4 separate regions of the Mus musculus genome follow, and regions 2, 3 and 4 are each linked to region 1. A link is a contact called in public ChIA-PET, HiChIP or PLAC-seq and capture Hi-C data. All regions are on one chromosome and are shown on one strand. The core of a region is the stretch at or near the end of the contact, and the rest is flanking DNA. Distances in the headings are between cores, read along the strand shown. Region 1 holds the start of Jund (jun D proto-oncogene). Region 2 has its middle 27 kb from the start of Gatad2a. Region 3 holds the start of Tssk6 (testis-specific serine kinase 6). Region 4 holds the start of Nr2f6 (nuclear receptor subfamily 2, group F, member 6).

Region 1 (2,700 bases), core at 49-2,548:
TCGGCCCCGGGGCGGGGGGAGTGGCCGCGGCCTCCCCGGGGGGCCCCGTATGCCCCCCAGTCCGCTGCCCGTACAGACCGGCTCCGATGCCGGCCGCTCTGCCCCGCGCCGCCCGCGCGCACTCTTATAGCCTCGGCCCCCGCGATGAGCTCACCGCCCCCGCTCGCCATTGGCGCGAGGTGACGTCGTTGATTTGCATAAAGGGGCGGGAGCGGGACGCCCTCGCCTGGTGGCGGCCGCTGTTGCCAAGAGCGACGCTCGCTACATGGCACAACAACGCGCTGCATTGTGGGTTGACGTCATGGGGGTGGGGCTGAACGCGGTTTGGCCGGGTCACCACGCCCAGCTTGGATTGCCGGGCAGGCTCTGTCCCTACCCTGCTGTTTCTTGCCTCTCCTCCCTTTCTCTTCCTCCCCTCTTTACTTCCCTCTAGATCTTGCCTCTCTGTTTCTCAAACTGGACCTCATCTGTGCGTCTATCTCTCCCCTGTCTCTGGCACTTCTGTGGCGTGATGTGTGGAGCCTCATAAACCCAGGCCCTCTGTGAAGCCACGCCCCGCGTCACGCCCACCGAAGGCACGCCCCTCGGGGGCCGGGCGCCGGCCAGGGTTCCTCCGGCTGGGAGCTGGCAGGTGTGGGCAGGAAGGGGGAGGCAGAGGAGGGTCCCTTGGAGAGTCCCCACAACTACTTAGCTCCTTGTCAGTTTCACAGGGTGGAGTCGAACGCCCTAAAAGCTGACCTCCTGCCTTTTCCTTGGGGAAACTGAGGATGGGATGTGTGGAGTCCAACTGCAGCCAGGGTAGCCATCAGTTGTAGGTTTTTTTCTTGATCTCGGTGAAAAAAAATTTTTTTAATCTTTGTTTTGGGTCAAGACAGGATCTCATCCTCTAGACTCCGCTATTCATGAACTTAACTTCAGTCCCCCTGTTTCATATTCCCAAGTGTGGCAGTAACAGGCCTGAGTCTCTTAACCTCGGCCTACAGATCTCGGTTTTTATTTTACATGCTGGTGTGTTTGTCTGTGTGGTTGTGTATCTGTGTTTGTCTGTGTAGGTATCTGTGCTTTGTGTGTGTGTGTGTCCAGGAAGGTCAGAGGAGAGTTGGGAGTCTGTTCTCCCCGGTGTGGCACTCTGGCTGTCCGACTTGGGTGCAGTCACGTTTACTTTCTAAGCCTACCCTATGGCCCTGGATTGGGACGTTTTGAAACAGAATCTCACTCTGTACCCCAGAATGACCTCCCGAACCCCCCAAAATCTCACCTCAGGCTTCTGGATGACTAATATATGCCATTGTGCCTTGCTTCGGTTTCAGTTATTAGGACACCCTGTACCCTAGCTGACCAAGACTGAGGGTGATTTCACTGCCTCAACGTGAAAGACGTGCCCATCACCTCATCTTAGCATGAGATTTGAGTCTTGGGTTTGTTGAGTTTTACTTTGTGTTTTGAGCAAGGATCTCTCACCTTCCAGCTGGGGCTGGCTGGGAACTTACAGATGTGGACCTGCTAAGTGCTAGAGTTAAAGGGCACTATGCAAAAGCTGTAACCCAGGTTGACCTGGGGCTCCTGCTGATGGAAGTTCTGGGGTGAGCTTGTGGGGTTTTTTTTGTTTTGTTTTGTTTTTGCCTTTGTTTTGAGACAGAATTTTTCTGTAGCTCAGGCTAGACTTGAGAAGTGATCCTTCTGCCTTCTATGTGCTGTAAGGACAGGCATTTACCACACATTTGTCCTCCCAAGGACAGAACTAGGGTGCCAGGCCTCTGGACAGCCATGGCAGTACACGTTTTTACTCTTGACTCTTCTAGAGCCTGAGGTGGGTCCCAGAGTGGAGCCTGCAAATGAGAATCCGGACTGGTAATTACCCTCTTAATTAGTACAGTATGCCACCAGGCCTGATGCAGGCTTTTCTGCTTGCTGGGAACGGAGGTGGAAGAGGTGGGAGCAACAAGTCCCAGCACACTCAACACAACCCTTAGAAGACCAGAGAGGAGTCTCATCCCTTCTCTGTGACTCCTCTCCAATCTGTACCCCATTGGAGCTCCTTTGCACCTCAGGACCTTCGCCCAGGCCATTGAGGCCTCAGAGGGTTCTCCCCCCTCCCCCCAAACCCCCGCCCGAGCCTTGACCAGTTGTTGCCTCAGAGAGCCACACACCCAGGTTTTATCCCCTTTTGTAGGCAAGTGACCATCCAGAAAGATAGAGTGGACTCTCCCCTCACCACACACGTGGGGTTTGCGCTTCGCGAGCCATATCCCAGCCAGCACCCCCTCCCCCGCCCCCCGCCAAACGACTGAGCCAGCTAGTGCTGGCCCAACGCCAGCCAGCCCCCGGCGCCAGGCCTGCCTCTCCCCGGGGCCGTACGGAGCTTGGCGGAGCGCGCGAGGCTCCGCCCTGACCTTGGGACTTGGCCTTGGCGGGTGGGGGATGGGCGGGCGTGCGCTCTGGAGGCGGTGGTTTGAGCTGACTGGGGACAGGTTTACGTACCAAATTAAGTTTTACCTCTGTTGAGACTCACTTTCCCTATCAGGCAAGGAGAGCATTTTGTAGTGGCATGGAAAATGTAAAGAAATAGTAAGACCTGAACATTTTTGGTTGCTTTTCGAGACAGGGTTTCTCTGTGTAGCCCTGGCTGTCCTGGAGCTCACTCTGTAGACCAGGTTAGTCTCGAACTCAAAGATCCTCCTGCCTCTGACTCCCGAATGC
Region 2 (2,801 bases), core at 34-2,533, 700 kb after region 1:
CTCCTGGGCTTAGTCTGGCTTTGCTTCTGTATATTCTAGAAACTCATCTCAATAAAGGCACAGTGTGGTCCACCATAGCTTGTAGATGTCTGCTTGATTTTCTCTAGGGAAGCACAGGGGTGCGAACGACGGCCTGTTGGTGCCATTGCACCTGATCTTTTTCCCTCTAAAAACAATGATTTGCTTCCCTGGGGAAACCAGGACCAAGCCCACAGACCCTCAAAAGGATGCTGCTTTCAGTAGGTCAGTGATTCTAGAGATACACAACACACAAGCTGGGTCAACTCTAATGAATGAAGATGCCTGCAGGGATGCAGGGTGTGGTATTTAGCTCTGTGCAAAGCAACTCAGCCATTTAGAGACTCTTTAGTGACTCTGTATAGCTTTAACCTAACTCCCTTTTCTCTTTCCTTCCTCCCTTCTTGCCTCTTTCTTTTCTTCCCTCCTTCTGTCACCCTCCCTTTCCTTGTAGCCTAGGCTTTCCTGGAATTCCATATGTAGCTAAAGATAACCCTTAAATTCCTAATCCTCCAGCCAGGCGTGGTTGTGCACGCCCTTAATCCCAGCACTCTGGAGGCAGAGGCAGGCAGATTTCTGAGTTCGAGGCCAGCCTGGTCTACAAAGTGAGTTCCAGCTTGGGCTATACAGAGAAACCCTGTCTCGGAAAAAAAAAAAAAAACAAAAATAAAAACTTAATCCTTACGTGACATGCTGCTGTGACAGTGGTGGGTCAGTACACACAGTTCTCCCTTCGTTTCCTCTTTTTTTTTTCCTTTAAAAATAAAGATATATTTAATTTTTATTAACGTGTCTATCTGTGCACATGTGCCTTGCAGGTGACCTTAGAGGACAGAAGGGGGCGTTGGATCCCTTGGAGCTGCACACAGAGGCGACTGTGAGCTGCCATAAGTGGGTATTTGGGTCACACTCAAGAGCAGCAAGTGCCACTAAGCCGTCTTTCCAGAGCCCACTTCCCTTTTCTCTTCCCCTCCCCTTCCTCTGCAAGCCAGGCTATCCTCAGACTCACAGTGATCCTCTTCTGAAGTGCTGCGATTATTACCGCACCTGTTTTTTGTGTTGTTTCTCAAAAGAGGGTCTGTAGCTCAGACTAGCCTTCAATTTACGATCCTTCCTTCAGCAGTCTCCTTTATGCCGGGACAGACCTGGGCCCTCGACCCTGGAGGCTATAACCTTTTTGCTATCTGTCTGTGGCATTACTCAGCGGTCACTCTCAGTGCTGGTGGAACGCTTCCTCTGTGCGAGGGGACTTCTCAGGAGAGCAGCCACAGGTCTCTGGCTGGCAGAGGCCCCGCCTTCCTAACGCCTGTGGGGCTGCCTGGGCCAGCTCCCACTTCCCTATATGGGCGTGAATGTCACTCAGCCTGTTCGTCAAGTTGATTCCCCAGACCCAGGAAGGGCCACGCCTTGGTGAAGAGATGCAATCAGCTTCCACCAGGGAAAGGAAACTCATCCTTCAGTCACATGGCTCTTGCTTCAGTTTTTATTATAAAACTAGGCTGCCCTTGGCTCTGAGGTTCAGGAATTTCACTAGAGTATCTACCTGGAGTCTCTCTTCAAAGAGAGTTCACTTCAGACAAAGAAAAGGGTTAGGATTATTATTTTTTCCTTAGCCCAGGCTGTTCTTGAACTATGAAGATGAGGATGACCTTAGATTTCTGAGTGTCTTGCCTCTATTTCCTAAATTCTGAGCTGACAGGTGTGCACCATCACACCTAGTTTATGTGGGGCCGGGAATGCACACTGTGCACACTGGGCAATCACTATCAACTGAATTGCATTCCCTGTCTAGGTCTCAAAAGTTTTGATTATTTATTTGGATTATTTTACCAGTACAGTAGTAGTTTAGTTGTGTGTGTGTGTGTGGGGGGGGCATATATTGAGCTGGACACTAGCTAATGCACTGCTTATCAATTTTTAAAAAAGATTTATTATTATATGTAAGTACACTGTAGCTGGCTTCAGATGCACCAGAAGAGGGTCAGAACTCATTACGGATGGTTGTGAGCTACCATGTGGTTGCTGGAATTTGAACTCAGGACTTTCAGAAGAGCAGTCAGTGCTCTTAATCACTGAACCATTTCTCTAGGTCCCAGCACCAATTTTTGATTGCTAATGTGAGCATGCTCTCCATGAGACCATAGTGCTTTCTCACCTTTGAGCATGTTGCTGGATTGGAGATTTAAAGTTTTTTATGTGTATAAATGTATGTAAGCACACCACATGCACCAGATCTCCTGGAACTGGAGTTATAGAGGGTTGTGAGTCACCATGTGAGCGCTGGGAATGAAATCTGGTTCTCTGCAAGAGCAATACGTGTTATAATTGTTTTTGGATTTGAGATGTAAATAATACAAGTGTCAGTTAAGATGTAATACTACAGTTGAGCAGTTGATGTAGACCAATAACAGTAGCTGAGTGTACCTGCCTTTCTTTCTTCCTTCCTTTCTTTCCTTCTTTCTTTCTTTCTTTCTTTCTTTCTTTCTTTCTTTCTTTCTTTCTTTCTTTCTTTCTTTCTTCTTTCTTTCTTTCTTTCTTTCTTTCTTTCTTCCTTCCTACCTTCCTTTTTTTTTTTTTTTTTCTTTTTTCGAGACAGGGTTTCTCTTTGTAGCACTGGCTCTCCTGAAACTCACTCTATAGGCCAGGCTGGCATCGAACTCAGAAATCTGCCTGCCTTTGCCTCCTAAATGCTGGGATTAAAGGCGTGCGCCACCAAGGCCCAGCACTGCCTTTCTCTTCTGCATACAATGGGAAATTACATACTATGCTGACCTATAATCCCA
Region 3 (2,772 bases), core at 134-2,633, 800 kb after region 1:
AAACTTCCCACCCCCTGCTCAGTGACAAGGTTCCACCGCTAACCCCAGTTGCAAGGAAGAGCGAATTTATTGCAGGTTCCAACCTGGAACTTAGCGTGCACGGCTGGCCCACGGTTTCTCTGTAGCATGGCAACCCACCGTGCAACAGCTCATTCTGCGCAGGCGCAATGCTTCTCTCTCTTCTCTTTGCGCCCCTCCCGGGGCCTTCTCGCCAGAAATCGAGGATGCGCATGCGCTCTCCAGCAATCAGTTTGTGCAGGAGGAATCAGAACCCAACAGCAGGCCTCAGAGGGCCGCCGCCGTGGGGGAAGGGGAAGGGACAGGACGCGTGCGCAGTGGCGCGCGGCGACTTCGCGGGTTTCCCGAAGCTCGCCCTTCGCGCGTGCGCCGCCCTGGCTCTGTGCCTGGTGCGGCGGGAACAGCGAGAACCCCGGCTCCTAGCCGGAGTCCCCGGCCCGCAGCCAGCCATTGCGCGCCACCTGGCCCGCCGAGGGCCGGGCAGACGGGCTGAACTGTAGCAGCTCGGCGATCAAGGATTTGCATCGTTCCGACAGTTCGAGGCCGTCAGGGTAGAGCACGCCGCGCTTCTGGCGCCGGGGTAGGCCAGCAATGTCCGAGTCGTCGAAGGGCATGCACCCGGTGACCATGACGTAGAGCACAACGCCCAGGCTCCACACGTCGTATTTCTTAGGGTCGTAGGGGATGCCCAGGAGCACCTCAGGTGACGCATACGCGGCCGAGCCGCAGTAGGTGGTGCTCAGGTCTGGGTAGCCGTGCGCCTGGCGGCCGAAACCGAAATCCGTGATCTTGACGCGGCGCTCGTCAGGGCTTAGCAGCACGTTTTCGCACTTGAGGTCGCGGTGCACCAGGTGGTGGTCGTGCAGGTAGCGCACGGCGCCCGCGATCTGCGAGAAGAGTTCGCGCGCCTGCGACCCCGGGATGCGCCCGTTGCGCTGCACTGCCTGCAGCAGGTCGGTGGCTGCTGCCTCCATCACGATGTACAGCTTCCCATTGCACACTTCGATGAACTCGAAAACGTGTACGATGTGCGGGTGCCGTACTCCCCGCAGGATGGACAGCTCTCGAGGCAGGAACTTGTTGACGAAGTCCGGAGGCGCTCGCCGGCGGTCCACCACCTTGATGGCCACCGTCCCTTTATACTTCTTGGAGGTGGCCACTTTCACCTTGGAGTAGCTGCCCTCACCTATCGTGCGGCCCAGCTTATAGCCAAGTTCGCTCAGGAGTTTGTCGCCCGACATGGTGGCGCCCGGGGCGCGCGGGGAGCAGGAGGCGGCTGCTGTCGGGGGGCGGCCGGACTCCAATCTCGGGCCTAACCCATGGTGCTTGGCACCTGCACCCCCGTGCCCCCATGTGCCCACTCCCAAGGCCCTACAGCCGCGATGACTTTTATTGCCCGGGTAACAATTTCTGCCTTGTGAAGTGACTGCGGGCGTCACTCGGCCTTGGGGCGGGGACCCTCCCTCCCCCGCCCCGCGGGCTCCCTAAACCCTTCTTAGGCTTTGTGACTCAATCGCCCTTAATGGTCAGTTCCTCGTGAGAAGTCACTGGCGAGGAGACTGCCCACTGATGTGGAACAGGACAAGTCCCTCCCTGAAGTGATGGTGCTCAGGTGGGTGGGAACCAGCCTGTTGCCTCGAGCCTGGCTACCATGGCTCACGAAAGAAAGTAGGTGAACTCCCAAGGTTTTTAGTGCAAGAAACACGCCCGAGAGAGCTCTAGATGCAGACCACAGTTACTCCCTGCCTAGGGCCAGAGGGAGGAGGGACTGACTTCCGGATCGCAGCAAGGCTAGCGTAACGCTTCCAAATTATAGGGAACCTCCTGGGTGACGGAACTTCCGCCACACTCAAAATGGTGGTCGCGCGTTGCCTCACTTCCGCTGGTGGCCGGAAGTTGCGGGTCCTGCAAGTATGGCGGCGTCGAAGGTGAAGCAGGACATGCCCCCGCCAGGGGGCTACGGCCCCATCGACTACAAGCGGAACCTGCCCCGCCGGGGACTGTCGGGTCAGTGTCTCAGTGTCGTCCTGTTCGTCGCAGACCAGGCTTTTGTTATGCGGTTAGACGAGAGAGGGCAGCCTGCGGGCTTCAGAGTGCACAGTGTGAGCGGAGGCTGAGTTGGAATCTTGGTTTTCTAGTGCAGCATCCCGGAAGCCAGAATGTTCATGTCCCCTAGTTTCCAGCTGGCTTCCACGGGCCTGGAAACTAAGCCTGCGAGAAGCACTAACCTGGAGTTTGGAGGCTTTTGTTTTGTTTTAGGCTGGCCTCAAACTCCGTAGCAGAGACTGATCTAGAACTCCTGATCTCTTGCCTTCACTTCCGAAGGCTATGCTCATAGGTATGCACCGTTATACGTATTTTTTTTTTAATGTTTTTAAATTTTTTTTTTTTTTTTTTTTTTTTTTTTTTTTTGCAGATAGGGACTTACTATATAGCCCAGGCTGGCCTCAAACTCGTGGCGACCCTGCCTTTGCCAATGGATTGCTGGGATGACAGACAGGTCCACCCAAGGCAAGATGTGTGTTGATTGTAACATAGCATAGAAGGCTAGTCTTAAACTCTAGCCTCCCTAGTGCTGGTTCCTCTTCTGGCATTCTCTGCCCACCCCCAGCCCCCACCCCCACCGGCTTTCGTGGAGCCCAGGCCAGCCTGAAATTATGAACACCCCAACTCTATGCCTTCATAGTACCAGGATGACAGGCATGTGCCCACCAGGCTGTGTTTTTAAGTTTTTAAAAGTGTTTTAAGTAACAT
Region 4 (2,841 bases), core at 272-2,771, 680 kb before region 1:
CAAAGGTTAGGGGGCCAAGAGTGGCAGCGCCACTGGGACAGGGCTATACCCCTCTGAAACTATCTCTTCCCTTTGGGCCCCTCACTGAGACTAGTCTCCCAAAATCCTTGTTTATTTGAACTTCTGTGACTCAGCCCCCTCTTCCAGAGCCTTTCTTCCTCCTAAGCCCTCTCTCTGGCCCTCTGGCCCTTAACCCTTTCAACCCTCTCCTGAGATACTGGCACCAAGGACTCGAGAATAGTCCAATCTAGGACTGTTCTCATCCCAAACAACCAACTATGACTCCTAAACTGATTTATCTTCTGGGTCACCCAGGATTTGTCACCACTAAAGCAGGGTCGATTCTAATCAGATTCCTGGGAAGTCCTTGCTCCAGTCTGATTCTAGTTCTTCCTGATTTCTGTATTTGTATTTTCACAAGGTATCCAGGTGGATTCTTCTAGGTACCCAACAGCACAGGGCTGGGTGTACATGGCTAGCGGAAACCTGAACCTCAGTTCCTTTAAGTCCCCTTATGTGAGGGCTCATCTTGTGGGATGATTTTCACAAGGCACAGAAGGGAGGGCACCTTGTCCAGGTTGGCCGCGTTCTCTGGTGTGTCTATACTGGACCCAGGCCTGCATAGGAGGCAGAACAGGCCTGGCCGTCAGAACTCTGACTCAGGGGTGAAAGGTCACCCCAAGAGGGACTTTTCCCTCTGTTAAACGTTAACAGACCTAGAGTCAGGCCTCAATCCCATCTAGGCCTCAAATGTGAAGGGAGCTTAATAAATCCGTGCCCTGGGGGGTCCTGCATACAAAGGGTGCTTAATAAATGCTTGCTCCAGTAGAATTGGAGGGGGCAGGGGCGTGGCGGCAGCTGGGAGGCTCTAGGCGTGGGGGGCTGGACGGGAGGGGGGCTAGACATCTGTGGCCCAGCCGGTCACCAGGCCAAACCCTTTCTGTGAAGAAGAAGAAAAAAAAAAAAAGGAAAGGAAATGAAGAGAGACCCGGACAACAGCCCGGGACTGGCACGCCTTCCGGCCGGAGAGGCGACTGACGCCCAGCCTCTCCCACCCTTGAAGCCTGAAAGGAGAGAGGGGGACCCCTTGACCTAACAGCGCGGACGCCCACCCCCAGACTCCGGACACCAGGTGTTCACCGGAGCGGAGCGCGAGGCGGAGGCGGAGGCGGGGGCGGGCCGCGGAGACTTTGGGGAGGAGGGGGCCGCTCCAGCTGGCAGCCGCGCAGAGCAAAGCGGGGCGCGCGCCTGAGCGGCGGGGGCGTGCCCCCTGCAGATGTCCCCGGGGGGCGCGGCTGCCGGGAGCCGCGCGGAGCTCCCCGATGCCCCGACAGGACTCGCAGGGGTTAAGGCTGCGCGGCCGCGTGGGGGAGGGTCAGCTGCGCGCCCCGCCCCGCCCTCTCGCCGGCCCACGGCTCCGGGCGGCGCGCGGCTACCCCATGCCCTTATAAGGGCGGCCGTCGCCGGGGCAACGAGCGCCCGCCCCCGGCCGCGCCGCGCGCCCCCGCCCCGCCCCCGCCGGCGCCGATGGAACGCGGGTGTCAGGCCGGCCGCAGCGCGGGGCCGGCGGCGAGCGCCAGGGCGAGGCCGAGGCTCGGGCCCAGGCGCAGGCCGAGGCCGGCCGCGCGAGCGCTCGGCGGGGAGACGATCCAGGGAAGGCCGCGGGTCGCACTCTCCACTCAGCTCTATCGCCTGGACCTCTGCGATTACGGCCGGGCGCGCGCGGCGTGCGGGACTCCGGGTCTCCGACGCGCGCTCCCGCCGCCCCTCCCCCCTCGCCGCGTAACTTGCGGCCAAAGTTTCCCCCCGGGCTCGGGGGCGCCCGCGCGCGCTCGGATGGTGAGCCACTAAGTTGGCCTGGGCGGCGGGGCCGGGCCATGGCCCCCGCGACGCTACCGGGTCCCCAGGACTCCGGACCACGGGACCTGGGCGCCCCAGACTCGCGCCTCTAGCGCGCCCCCGTCGACCGCGGGCACGCGTGGGAAAGTTGGCCTGGAACCGGCCCGACCAGTTCCTGCCTGGCGCGCGGACCGGCCGCAGGAAGTTGCCGCAAAACTTTTTTCAGGGGGGTGTGCGACCGGAGCCCCCCGAGAGCGCGGGCTGCATGCGCCCGGGGTAGCCGGGTCCCTCTCGGGTCGCCAGGCGTGCCCAGAGGGGACGGACTCGTCCCGGGGCGTACCGGCCCCGCTGTCTCCGGGGCTATGGCCATGGTGACCGGTGGCTGGGGCGACCCCGGAGGCGACACGAACGGCGTGGACAAGGCTGGTGGGAGCTACCCACGCGCGACCGAGGACGATTCGGCGTCACCTCCCGGGGCGACCAGCGACGCGGAGCCGGGCGACGAGGAGCGTCCGGGGTTGCAGGTGGACTGCGTGGTGTGCGGGGACAAGTCCAGTGGAAAGCATTACGGCGTGTTCACCTGCGAGGGCTGCAAGAGTTTCTTCAAGCGCAGCATCCGCCGCAATCTCAGCTACACCTGCCGGTGAGCCCCACGCGCGGCCACCGAGCTGGCCCGGACCTGCTCGGTCACCTTGGGCCTGGCGCTGACCTTCCCCACACCCGCATTCCTGCCCCAGACCACGGGTTCGGCCCTAGTGGAGTTGGTGATACATGCGTGCAGGTGCTCCCCCTCTCCTCCCCCGCGCAGGTGGTCTTTGCTCTTGTCCTCCTGCTCTGGAGAGAGCTGGTTCTGCTAGACAGGGAGGGCTCGGGAGTGCTGTCAGGAGTGAGGACCCTCTTTCCAGCCCCCAGTGCCCCCTTTCTCGTGGGGGCCCGTCACGCGTGGTGCCTCGCGGGAATCAGAGGTGCAAGTCGCACCGCGGGGCTGGCGGCGTCCAGGGG

The links. ChIA-PET counts read pairs in DNA pulled down with a chosen protein or histone mark. HiChIP or PLAC-seq counts read pairs in DNA pulled down with a chosen protein or histone mark. Capture Hi-C pulls out chosen DNA fragments and counts their contacts.
Region 2: a contact with region 1 is called in an H3K27ac HiChIP or PLAC-seq map of thymic regulatory T cells, with 3 times the contacts expected there. The contact joins the enhancer-like site here to the promoter of Jund in region 1. A contact is called at or near these places in 1 of 484 Hi-C or Micro-C datasets (CD4 T cells) and 5 of 115 datasets of contacts at active chromatin or transcription factors (bone marrow-derived dendritic cells, double positive thymocytes, effector CD8 T cells and 2 more).
Region 3: an RNA polymerase II ChIA-PET map of memory CD8 T cells shows a contact between it and region 1, with 141 read pairs. The contact joins the promoter of Tssk6 here to the promoter of Jund in region 1. A contact is called at or near these places in 3 of 115 datasets of contacts at active chromatin or transcription factors (astrocytes, memory CD8 T cells and thymic regulatory T cells).
Region 4: a contact with region 1 is called in a capture Hi-C map of embryonic stem cells, with 2.8 times the contacts expected there. The contact joins the promoter of Nr2f6 here to the promoter of Jund in region 1. A contact is called at or near these places in 8 of 39 promoter capture datasets (the 3T3-L1 cell line, cranial neural crest, embryonic stem cells and 5 more), 3 of 484 Hi-C or Micro-C datasets (embryonic stem cells and stem cell-derived neural progenitor cells), 13 of 115 datasets of contacts at active chromatin or transcription factors (VIP interneurons, bone marrow-derived macrophages, embryonic limb bud and 5 more) and 1 of 9 other capture datasets (embryonic stem cells).

What each region holds. Positions count from the first base shown.
Region 1 is chr8:70,696,337-70,699,036 of GRCm38.p6, reverse strand. It overlaps Jund (jun D proto-oncogene), which reads right to left and starts at 1,298. Exons shown (of 1, transcript NM_010592.5): 1 at 1-1,298.
Region 2 is chr8:69,999,908-70,002,708 of GRCm38.p6, reverse strand. No RefSeq gene overlaps it. Among named protein-coding and RNA genes, the nearest start is that of Gatad2a, 27 kb to the right of the region's middle. Within about 2 kb of position 1,283, at least 276 of the 459 cell types and tissues checked have an H3K27ac peak or open chromatin away from gene starts, as enhancers often do. A contact at or near this core is called in bone marrow-derived dendritic cells, double positive thymocytes, memory CD8 T cells and 1 more, where this site is marked.
Region 3 is chr8:69,900,795-69,903,566 of GRCm38.p6, reverse strand. It overlaps Tssk6 (testis-specific serine kinase 6), which reads right to left and starts at 1,383. Exons shown (of 1, transcript NM_032004.2): 1 at 49-1,383. The coding sequence starts at 1,259. The coding sequence ends at 438. It overlaps Ndufa13 (NADH:ubiquinone oxidoreductase subunit A13), which reads left to right and starts at 1,547. Exons shown (of 5, transcript NM_001382215.1): 1 at 1,547-1,630; 2 at 1,835-2,025. The coding sequence starts at 1,932.
Region 4 is chr8:71,380,632-71,383,472 of GRCm38.p6, reverse strand. Nr2f6 (nuclear receptor subfamily 2, group F, member 6) reads left to right here and starts at 1,521. Exons shown (of 4, transcript NM_010150.2): 1 at 1,521-2,482. The coding sequence starts at 2,202.